2 separate regions of the Sus scrofa genome follow, and region 2 is linked to region 1. Evidence: chromatin contacts called from public HiChIP or PLAC-seq data. All regions are on one chromosome and are shown on one strand. The core of a region is the stretch at or near the end of the contact, and the rest is flanking DNA. Distances in the headings are between cores, read along the strand shown.

Evidence for each region. HiChIP or PLAC-seq counts read pairs in DNA pulled down with a chosen protein or histone mark.
Region 2: an H3K27ac HiChIP or PLAC-seq map of alveolar macrophages shows a contact between it and region 1. The contact joins the promoter of SENP2 here to the promoter of TMEM41A in region 1. A contact is called at or near these places in 1 of 5 promoter capture datasets (liver), 4 of 47 Hi-C or Micro-C datasets (embryonic fibroblasts, heart right ventricle, liver and 1 more) and 1 of 2 datasets of contacts at active chromatin or transcription factors (alveolar macrophages).

What each region holds. Positions count from the first base shown.
Region 1 is chr13:123,363,475-123,367,743 of Sscrofa11.1, forward strand. It overlaps TMEM41A (transmembrane protein 41A), which reads right to left and starts at 1,732. Exons shown (of 5, transcript XM_021069988.1): 1 at 1,518-1,732. The coding sequence starts at 1,636.
Region 2 is chr13:123,427,407-123,431,675 of Sscrofa11.1, forward strand. It overlaps SENP2 (sentrin-specific protease 2), which reads left to right and starts at 2,509. Exons shown (of 17, transcript XM_021069989.1): 1 at 2,509-2,835. The coding sequence starts at 2,735.

The DNA of each region.
Region 1 (4,269 bases), core at 482-2,981:
TGTGTCTTTCTTCCAAAGGAGGTTTATAAATGTGCCCCTCATCTGGTCTGCCGGCAACACACGCATAACGGGAGGCCAGGATGACGGATGACATGATACAACACAGCAGAGGCAAGGAGAGCCTTGGTTTGGGAGCAAAGGACCTGTGGTTGCATCTCAACTCTGCTACTCTCCAGTTGCGTGATCTTGGGCTAGTCCCTGAGCCTCAGTTTCCTCATCTGAAAAAGGAGGGGTTGATGGTGGACAATCACCAAGTTCCCTCTTAGCTCTCAGGTTTTATGAACTATTCTTAAGAGGCAAATGGCTTAATATCTAGGCAAATGCAAAACATCCTAAACTACCTTTTCCTTTCCATGAGCACCTCCTCCCCCTAAGTTTTAGGCCAAGGACAATTCAAACTTGACACGACTTCTAAGTTACTAAGTAAAACAATTGTTTTATCAGTCACAAAAAAAGCCAATTAAAGATTCTCCAGGAAAGTATATTTGTCCCACGCCATAAACAAAATCTTTTCAATAATGTGTCAGGCTTGAAACCAGCCCTTTCAAAGAGCCGGCTTTTCACCCTGCTCTTTATATGGTCCTCAATGCACTATGAACCCAGTCCAAGAGCTTCAGTGTAAAGTCTACCTTGCCTCTGGCATCTAAACAACTCCTGAATCCATCAACGATCAAATCCATCAAATAAGCAAACTCTCCTGGTTCTCATCAGAATGTTTCTCTTAGTATGTATTACACCTACAGCAGAGCCTTCCCAGATGGAGCAAAAGAATACAATCTTTGCAAACAACCTTCTTAACAATCAAACATCATAACATCCCTGACACCCTTCCATTAACTTTATGAACAGTAGCTGCACTCACGACAAACTGGCCCGGTAGGTATTGTAACGCCTTCTGCCTCAGCTAGTCGGTCCTGAGAAGGAAAAGCTGAAACAGCCAGGAAGAGGGGCGGACCCGATAATTAATTAGCGAATAATTTAAAGTTGTCTGGGCAATGCTTTTCCTGAAGACAGAATGCCTTAAAGTCCCAAGGACAGACCTAACAAAACTGAAGTGAAGTGGGGAGGACGATGGAGGGAGGCTGGAAGCAGTCGTGAAGAAGGGGCTGCGGGTCCAACCAGGGCCGAGGGTCGGATGCACAGGGGAGTCAGGACTGGGCCAGGAAAGACGACAGGGACACAGCTCAAGAGGTGATGCCATGGCGCGAACAGAAATGCTCCGGGGTAAGACGCCGCGTTTCCCTCCGCAAATCTCACCCCCAAAAGGCACTAGACAGCATTCCCGCGCAGCGACCAGCAAGCAGGTCCCAGCTAGGACCGGGCCCCAGGTCCAGTCCACCCGGCCTGCTCGCGACCGTGTAGACGCTGTCTGATCCCCAGTCCTAGAACTGAACCTCAAATCCCGGCTCCCGACGCCTCCGATCTGGGAACCCCAACCTCGGGTTCCCAGACCCATCTTCCGACCTGGCTCCCCTCCTTTGACCTGAAACTTGTTCCCCGCCACCTCTGCCACGCACCTGTCTCCAGCCCCTTCGGCTGAGCCTAGTGTCTCCCCGCGGGGCAGTCGGGTCGACAGCAAGTACAAGGCAAAGGTGCAGCCGGCGAAGACCAGGAGGAGACCGAGCAGGGGACGCATATCGGCGCCCTCACCCCGACCCGCGGGGGCCGCAGACGAGCGCGGAAGCAGCACCGGGGACCTAACTGCTCGCGTACTGCGCACGCGGAGCGCGTTAGGGGACGGACCGGGGCGGGGTCCGCTCCAGGCCCCGCCCCCCAGATACAGACCCCGCCCCCTACCGGCCTCCGGCTGCTTGCCCCTTAGCCAGGAATCCTGCAGATCCGGTCTTGCAGCCTCCCTGTTCAGCACGTTCGTCTGTCCTCCTCCCGTTTGGGTGTCTTTTTCTGTTTATCTCTGTCTCTTGCTTCACTTCTTTGCGGGCTCTCTGCCAGGCGCTGGGAGAATCACGAGCCCTACCCACAGCGAGCTTGCGGTCTAGTGGTCACTCCAGTCTTGTCAACCATCGGTTGTAACACAAAGCAAATGCAGCCCTCTTAGAACCAAAGGCTCCTGTGAGTGTGGTGGAATGGTCGACACGGAAATAATGAGAATTTCCTTTTATTGAACGCCTATGTGCTCATTACCCTTAATGCTCCCAGGAATCCTGCAAGGTTGGTATTTTTGGTATTTTTGTCTTTATTTAACAAAAATCTGAGTCCTGGAAAGATTAAGTGACATCTCCGAAAAGAGAGCCAATATAGAGTCCAAGTCACCCTGAGTCCAAAACTAGCGGTCCCACACTGCGTGGATTCATGGAGAAGGTGGGGTTTTGAGTTTACCTTTGAGTTTACAGTAAAGCATGAGCAAGATTTCCACAACAGAGAGAGGAGGAATAGGGTGAGCTGGGGACCCCAGTAAGGTGCCAGCCTTCAGTATCTGTGAAGCCTAAATTGAGAAGTGAATGAGAAGGTGAGGAAAAACTCAGAAGTATTGAAAGGCAGCTAAGGAGAATGGTTTTTTAACATTGTGTTTTAAGGAGACACCAACAGAAGTGTTTAAGCAGGTGTTGCCGTTGTGGCACAGCAGAAACGAATCAGACTAGTGTCCCTGAGGAGGAGGGTTCAATCCCTGGCCTCGCTCAATGGGTTAAGAATCCGGTCTTGCCATGAGCTGTGGTGTAGGTAGCAGACACATCCTGATCTCGAGTTGCTGTGGCTGTGGCCTATACCAGCGGCTACAGCTCTGATTCGACCCTAGCCTTGGAACTACCATATGCTGCATGTGCGGCCCGAGAAAGAAAGAGAGGGAAAAGAAGTGTTTTAGCAATGGAATACATTAGTTCCCATTTTTGGATGTTTGCTCTGGCAAATGATTAGACTCCATTCTGAGTTGATAGCTGCAACTGACTTGGTGAGAAAGGATGCTGGGCTGAGCCAGGACCACATCAGTGGGGATGAAGGGAGGAAGATGGACAGACTGGGAGAAGTTGAGTTGGTAGGACATGCCTGATTAAATGGAGAATGACAGAGTCCAAAATGTTACAAGCCTGGATAACAGAAACCATCCTTGTCACATCATTCAAAACCCTTCTTGGGCCAATAAGGAGCACCTGTCAGAATTTGAAGTGCACAAGGTCCTATCAATTCTACATCCAGGAATTTAACCCCTAGGTATGCCCATAGGTAGACAAAGATGTTTGTTCAAGGGTGTTCTCTCAGCTTTGATATTAAGATATTGGGAACAACTTACCCATTATTTAGGGGGACTACTGAAGTTAATTATTGTCTATTCACAAATGGAACACTAAGTAGCTTCATGAAAGAGGGAGGCAACTCTGTCCTGATACAGTTCTGTTGCCCAGTATGGCTTGGATAACAAACACTTTTCAGTGTTAAGACTACATCATGACTCATTCGTAAGAAGAAAAAAAGGATATTTTTATATGTTCAAAATACTGAAGTATTTATGAATTAAATGGTTCAATGCATGAGATTTGCATCAAAATAATGAGATGGGGCTGTAGTGGGTAAGGATGTAAATAAAATACGAATGGCTGGAGTTCCCTTCGTGGCTCAGCAGTTGACAGACCCGACTAGGATTCATGAGGAGGAGGGTTCCTGGCTTCGATCGGTGGGTTAAGGATCTAGCATTGCCGTGAGCCAATCGCAGACGCAGCTCGGATCCCACGTTGCTGTGGCTGTGGTGTAGGCCAGCAGCTACAGCTCCTATTTGAACCCTAGCCTGGGAACTTCCATATGCCATGGATGTGGCCCTAAAAAGCAAAAATAATTTTTGAAAAATACAGTTGGCTGCTGAGTTGATAATTACTGAAGCTGGATGATGAGCACATGGAGGTAGATTTCATACCATTTTCTCTATTTCCATATATGTGTAAAATTTGCCACTTTAAAACGTGTGGGGAAACGGCCTCAGTCCGCCATTCTAATTTTTTTCTTTCAAACCCCCCATTGCAGCTGGACTTGCACTGTGTTAGTTTGTGCCTGACAACACTCTTCCCTCCATCTGGCAAACTTCTCTGCCTGAAAGTTCCCTACTCTTTCATCAACATACAAGGCATTTGTCACTTCCCTCTGAGAGGCCTTCTCCATTCCTACTGGCAGAAAAGTTGTTCCTTCTCTGTGATGGGGGCTGCCTGTGGAGAACCTGTTTTCCTCTGATTGCAAATACTGTGCTCCAGTGTCATTATCCATGCAGGGGACAGTGAACACATCTGTAAATGAGACAAGGTCTCACTGTCCTATGTTTGTCCC
Region 2 (4,269 bases), core at 1,259-3,758, 65 kb after region 1:
AAAAACTTAAGCCATGAGGTTGTGCTCCTCTGCCGGTGCACGGGTGCAAGTTATTCAAACCAAGAGCAGAAACCTCAACATCCTTGTAACTCCCTGTGATTTTGGAGTTCTCCTCTGGGCCTCCGGTGAAGAGTTCCTGGGTCTGGGAATGGCTGCAGAAGGGGTGGATTTGGGAGTAAGGATAATCCCACTCCTTGGTCAGTGGATGGACAGTGGTCCTTACCTCTACTGTGGACGACAGGACATCGAAGGCACCAACTGGCAGACAAGACCCAAGCGGAAGCGACTGTAAGGCTGAATCCCCTTTCTTTCTCCACTTCAGAGGGTGACTAGAGACACTAAGAGGACACAAAGTGGTGGGGGTGGGGGGTTGTGCTCATGGAAGGGCTGGCATAGTTATTGTTTGTTGATGAGGTCCAGAGATATGGACTGAGGTCTGTAATTCCAAAGCCCTCCGACTTTTCTTGGCGGGTGACCGACATTCCAGTATTGGGTACTTGCTCCAATGAGGCAGAAAAAAAAATACGTTGTGATGTTGTACTAGACTTCTCTGTAACATGATGCCAATGTTTCTTAAATCTTAGTGGCCAGGACCTGGGAGAAAGTGCTATTCTAAAGCAACCTCGGAGTGTTCTGGTTTATGTTTCGAATGAAGGCCACTCCTTTGTTTTGGAGAATTCCTTCCTGATACTTAAGTGTTCTTGGTTTGACAAAAGCAAAGACCAGCTTTTATAGTAGAAGGGACTTTTGGGACACAGCTGAACTGCCCTGCTGGTAGCCTTCTTCATCATCTTCTTCTTCTTCTTCTTTTTTTGTCTCTTTAAGGCTGTACTCACGGCTTGTGGAGGTTCTTAGGCAAGGGGTCCAGTCGGGGCTGTAGCTGCCGGCCTAGGCCACAGCCACAGCAACACCAGATCCGAACTGCGTCTGTGACCTACACCACAGTTCGTGGCAACGCCGGATCCTTAACCCACTGAGCGGGGCCAGAGATTGAACTTGTGTCCTCATGGATACTAGTCACATTTGTTTCTGCTGAGCCATGATGGGAACTCCCTAGATGCTGTATTTGTAATAGCCACTTCTAAACTTTCTCAGCTTTGTAATTCTCCTGTTATTCCCAGACTATCTGTAATGGCCTGGTATTAGCTATATTTTAGGGAATTGAGGGAGGAGCCCATGCCCACATTTAGGATTTGCTTCTACCCTCCAGGAACTGCTCCTATCCCCAGCCCAGGCCAGAGTGGTGGGTAGCCACAGGTGGGTAGCTGGTGGTTCTGTGGCTCTAGGAGGTGGCTTGCTGCAGAAAAATATTTATTGAACAAGGATGAGACTGTACTAGGGAGTGTCTCTGTTGAAGTTCAAGCAAGTCTGGAAGTCCAACCTTAACTGAATCACAGATTAAAGATCAAGTATTTCCAGGGATGGATTCGTGGGCAAGAAAACCTTTGCATATTCCCAGGAGTGTTAGGTAGGGGACTGGATTTTCCAGTAATAAGAAGGGTGGTTATTTTTCTATTGTTGATCGTTACTGGGAACCTCTAGACAAGAGAGGGAGAGTAGTTAGCAGGACTTCTTGGCAGCTCAGGGGGTATTAGTAGGTACTACTAGTAGGCCACAGGGAGCCTTCCATTCTTAAGTGTCTGTGAAGACTTTTTTGAGTTCTGCCCTTCCCGTCCTTTTCCCATCCAGTTTTCCTTTCTTTGGCTCCTACTGCACTCTGTACCCACCTTTATCACAACAGCCTTTTTTTTTCTTTTTCGTTTTTTGGCCACGCCCAGGACTTAGGGAAGTTCTCTAGCAAGGGATCCAACCTGTGCCACTGCAGGGACTCTAGAAATTGCAATGATGACACCTGATTCTTAACCCTCTGTACCACAAGGGACCTCCCAATCATCTTTTTAAAAATTTAACTTAAGTGCAGTTTACTTACAACCAATTGTCTTGAGGTGTAATTTGTAATCATATCTCCCAGTAGACTGATCTCAAGGGCAAGAGACTGGTGTTGGTACACAGACCCTGGTTCAAATTCCATCCGTGGTACTAGCTAGTTTTGTGACCGTAGGCAATTACTTAATCGCTCTATCCCTCGATTTCCTTACTGATTAAAAGTGGGCACAAGGTTCTGCATCTCCTGAGGTTGCTGAGAGAAATGAAGTTGACTGCGTGTAAAAATACCAGGCATAAAGTATGTGCAAAGTAAAGGGATCCTAGCAGGGTGAACGTTTGTTAATTAGCCTGACTAACCTTTATTTTGTGCATTCAACAAACATTTAATGATCACCTGCAGTATTGCAGGCCCCTGGAGCGCTCACTCCAGGGTAGAGAACGCTCTTGTGCGGCCGGTGGGCTTGTCCCTCGGGCAGTCTCAGGATTGGCTCCGCCGAAGAGAATACCCCGCCCACATCCCTTGCGATCTCGTCAGCGATTGGACTGGAACCTTCCCGCAGGCATTCTGGTTGCTAGGCTCAGGAGGTGGGGACCTAGGTTGCGCGTGCGCAAACTGAGAATGAGGATGCTTTCCGGTCGGGCGGGAGGAGGTGACGTCAGGAGCGGTGGCTAGCGGGGGCCTCCTGTAGCTCAAGGGACGTTGTATCTGTGGGCCCTAGGACCGCGTCACAACTCGGCGACTGAGCCTTGGCGGTGGTGGCCGAGGCGGAGAAGGCGGCAGCGGCGGCGACAGCTCTGGGGTTTGCGTCTCGGGGTGTGTCGGCCGCCGCTGCTGCTTGGGCCTGGTATGTACAAATGGCTGGTTAGGATTCTCGGCACCATTTTCCGTTTTTGTGACCGGCCGGTGCCCTCTTCCCGGGCTCTCCTGAAGAGGCGGCGCTCGAACAGGTGAGAGGAGAGGGGGCCGAACGCCGGCCTGGCACTCCCCCTCCCCCACCCGGGGCTCGGCTAGCCTAGCGCTGACCCAACCAGGCAGGCCCCGCTTGGCAGAAACAGGTAGCTGGGCGGAGGTGGTCGAGGTGCGGATCGCGGGCGTCCTGGTGACGTAGTCGCTCCTCCCCGCTGTGTGGATGCGGCTCCTGATGATGGAAGGAGCCAGTAGTTGATGGTTAGGATCTTTCTCATCAGAGCCCAAGCTGGTTGCTGTTAACAAATAGAGCTTTGTCATATTTTGCTGCTCTTAGGTTGAATACTGAAAATTGAAGGAAAACTGTCTTTGTTGTGGCTCACTGTTTGCAAAGCACACCCCCAGGTGTCATCTGTGCGCAATAAGCGCAGTTAAGGGAGGTGAGAATCATAGCTTGCCCAAAGTCCTTTTGACCACACGTACTGTTCTCTTAGCAACAAGAGACAGCAGCTGTCTTGTTCTAAAACAGCTGTCAAACTGTGTGTGTGTGTGTGTTGTCGGGAGGAGGGAGAGTGATTCTGTGCTTTAGAATTAGTGTATGAGAAAAAAAAATAGATATCTGATTACTTTAAAAAGATCACTAGTCTGTACTCTAAAATTCTGTTAAAATTTTGGAGAAACTAAAAGTTGTTCTTTGCATTTACCTGTTGGTTTGTCCCATTTCATTGTGTCCACCCCCTTCCCTAAGAATTAATCGAGAGAATAAAATACCATACTAAGTCTGTACATACCCACACCCAACTTTTAGTGGTCAGGTATTAATTTAATTTTTTATTAAGCCTCAAGATTGAAGGTTGGTTTCTTGGAGCTTGAGACAAAGATGATTAATTAATACATGAATCTAAGAATGCTGCTCATGATGAAATTGGCTTTGGGCTAAATTCCATCCTATGTTCTAGAGAGGGCAAGATTTCATTGTGTTTTTTATAATTTTCTGTGGAGTTAATACAAGGATCATTTGAATACAAGTTGTGCCTAAAATGATGCTTAATGCATATAAGGGTAGTGTTTGTTTATTCTACTCCAAGGGCCTTGTGCAGAGGCCGGAGCATGACAGGCACTTGTATATATTTATTGAATAAGGGAATGTTAATTCCCTCTCCCTCGTCCTTTATTTTTAATGCAAATCTCTGCTGGTCAGGGAAACTGGCTTGTAGATCAAAATCCTGTTCTTTATTATACATCCTTAATTGATATAAACTCTTCATTGTAAGCCATTTTTCAGTCCAAATGAAGCCAAAAAGTCTTCGTGGGATGTTGAAAGTTATGAACCAAATGGTATTCTCCTGAGATTTATTCTGTTTTTTCTTTTGTAAATAGGATCATTCCTAATCATCTTTAGAAAGATGATTATAGGAGTTGCTGTCATGGCTCAGTGGAAATGAATCCGACTAGGAACCATGAGGTTGCAGGTT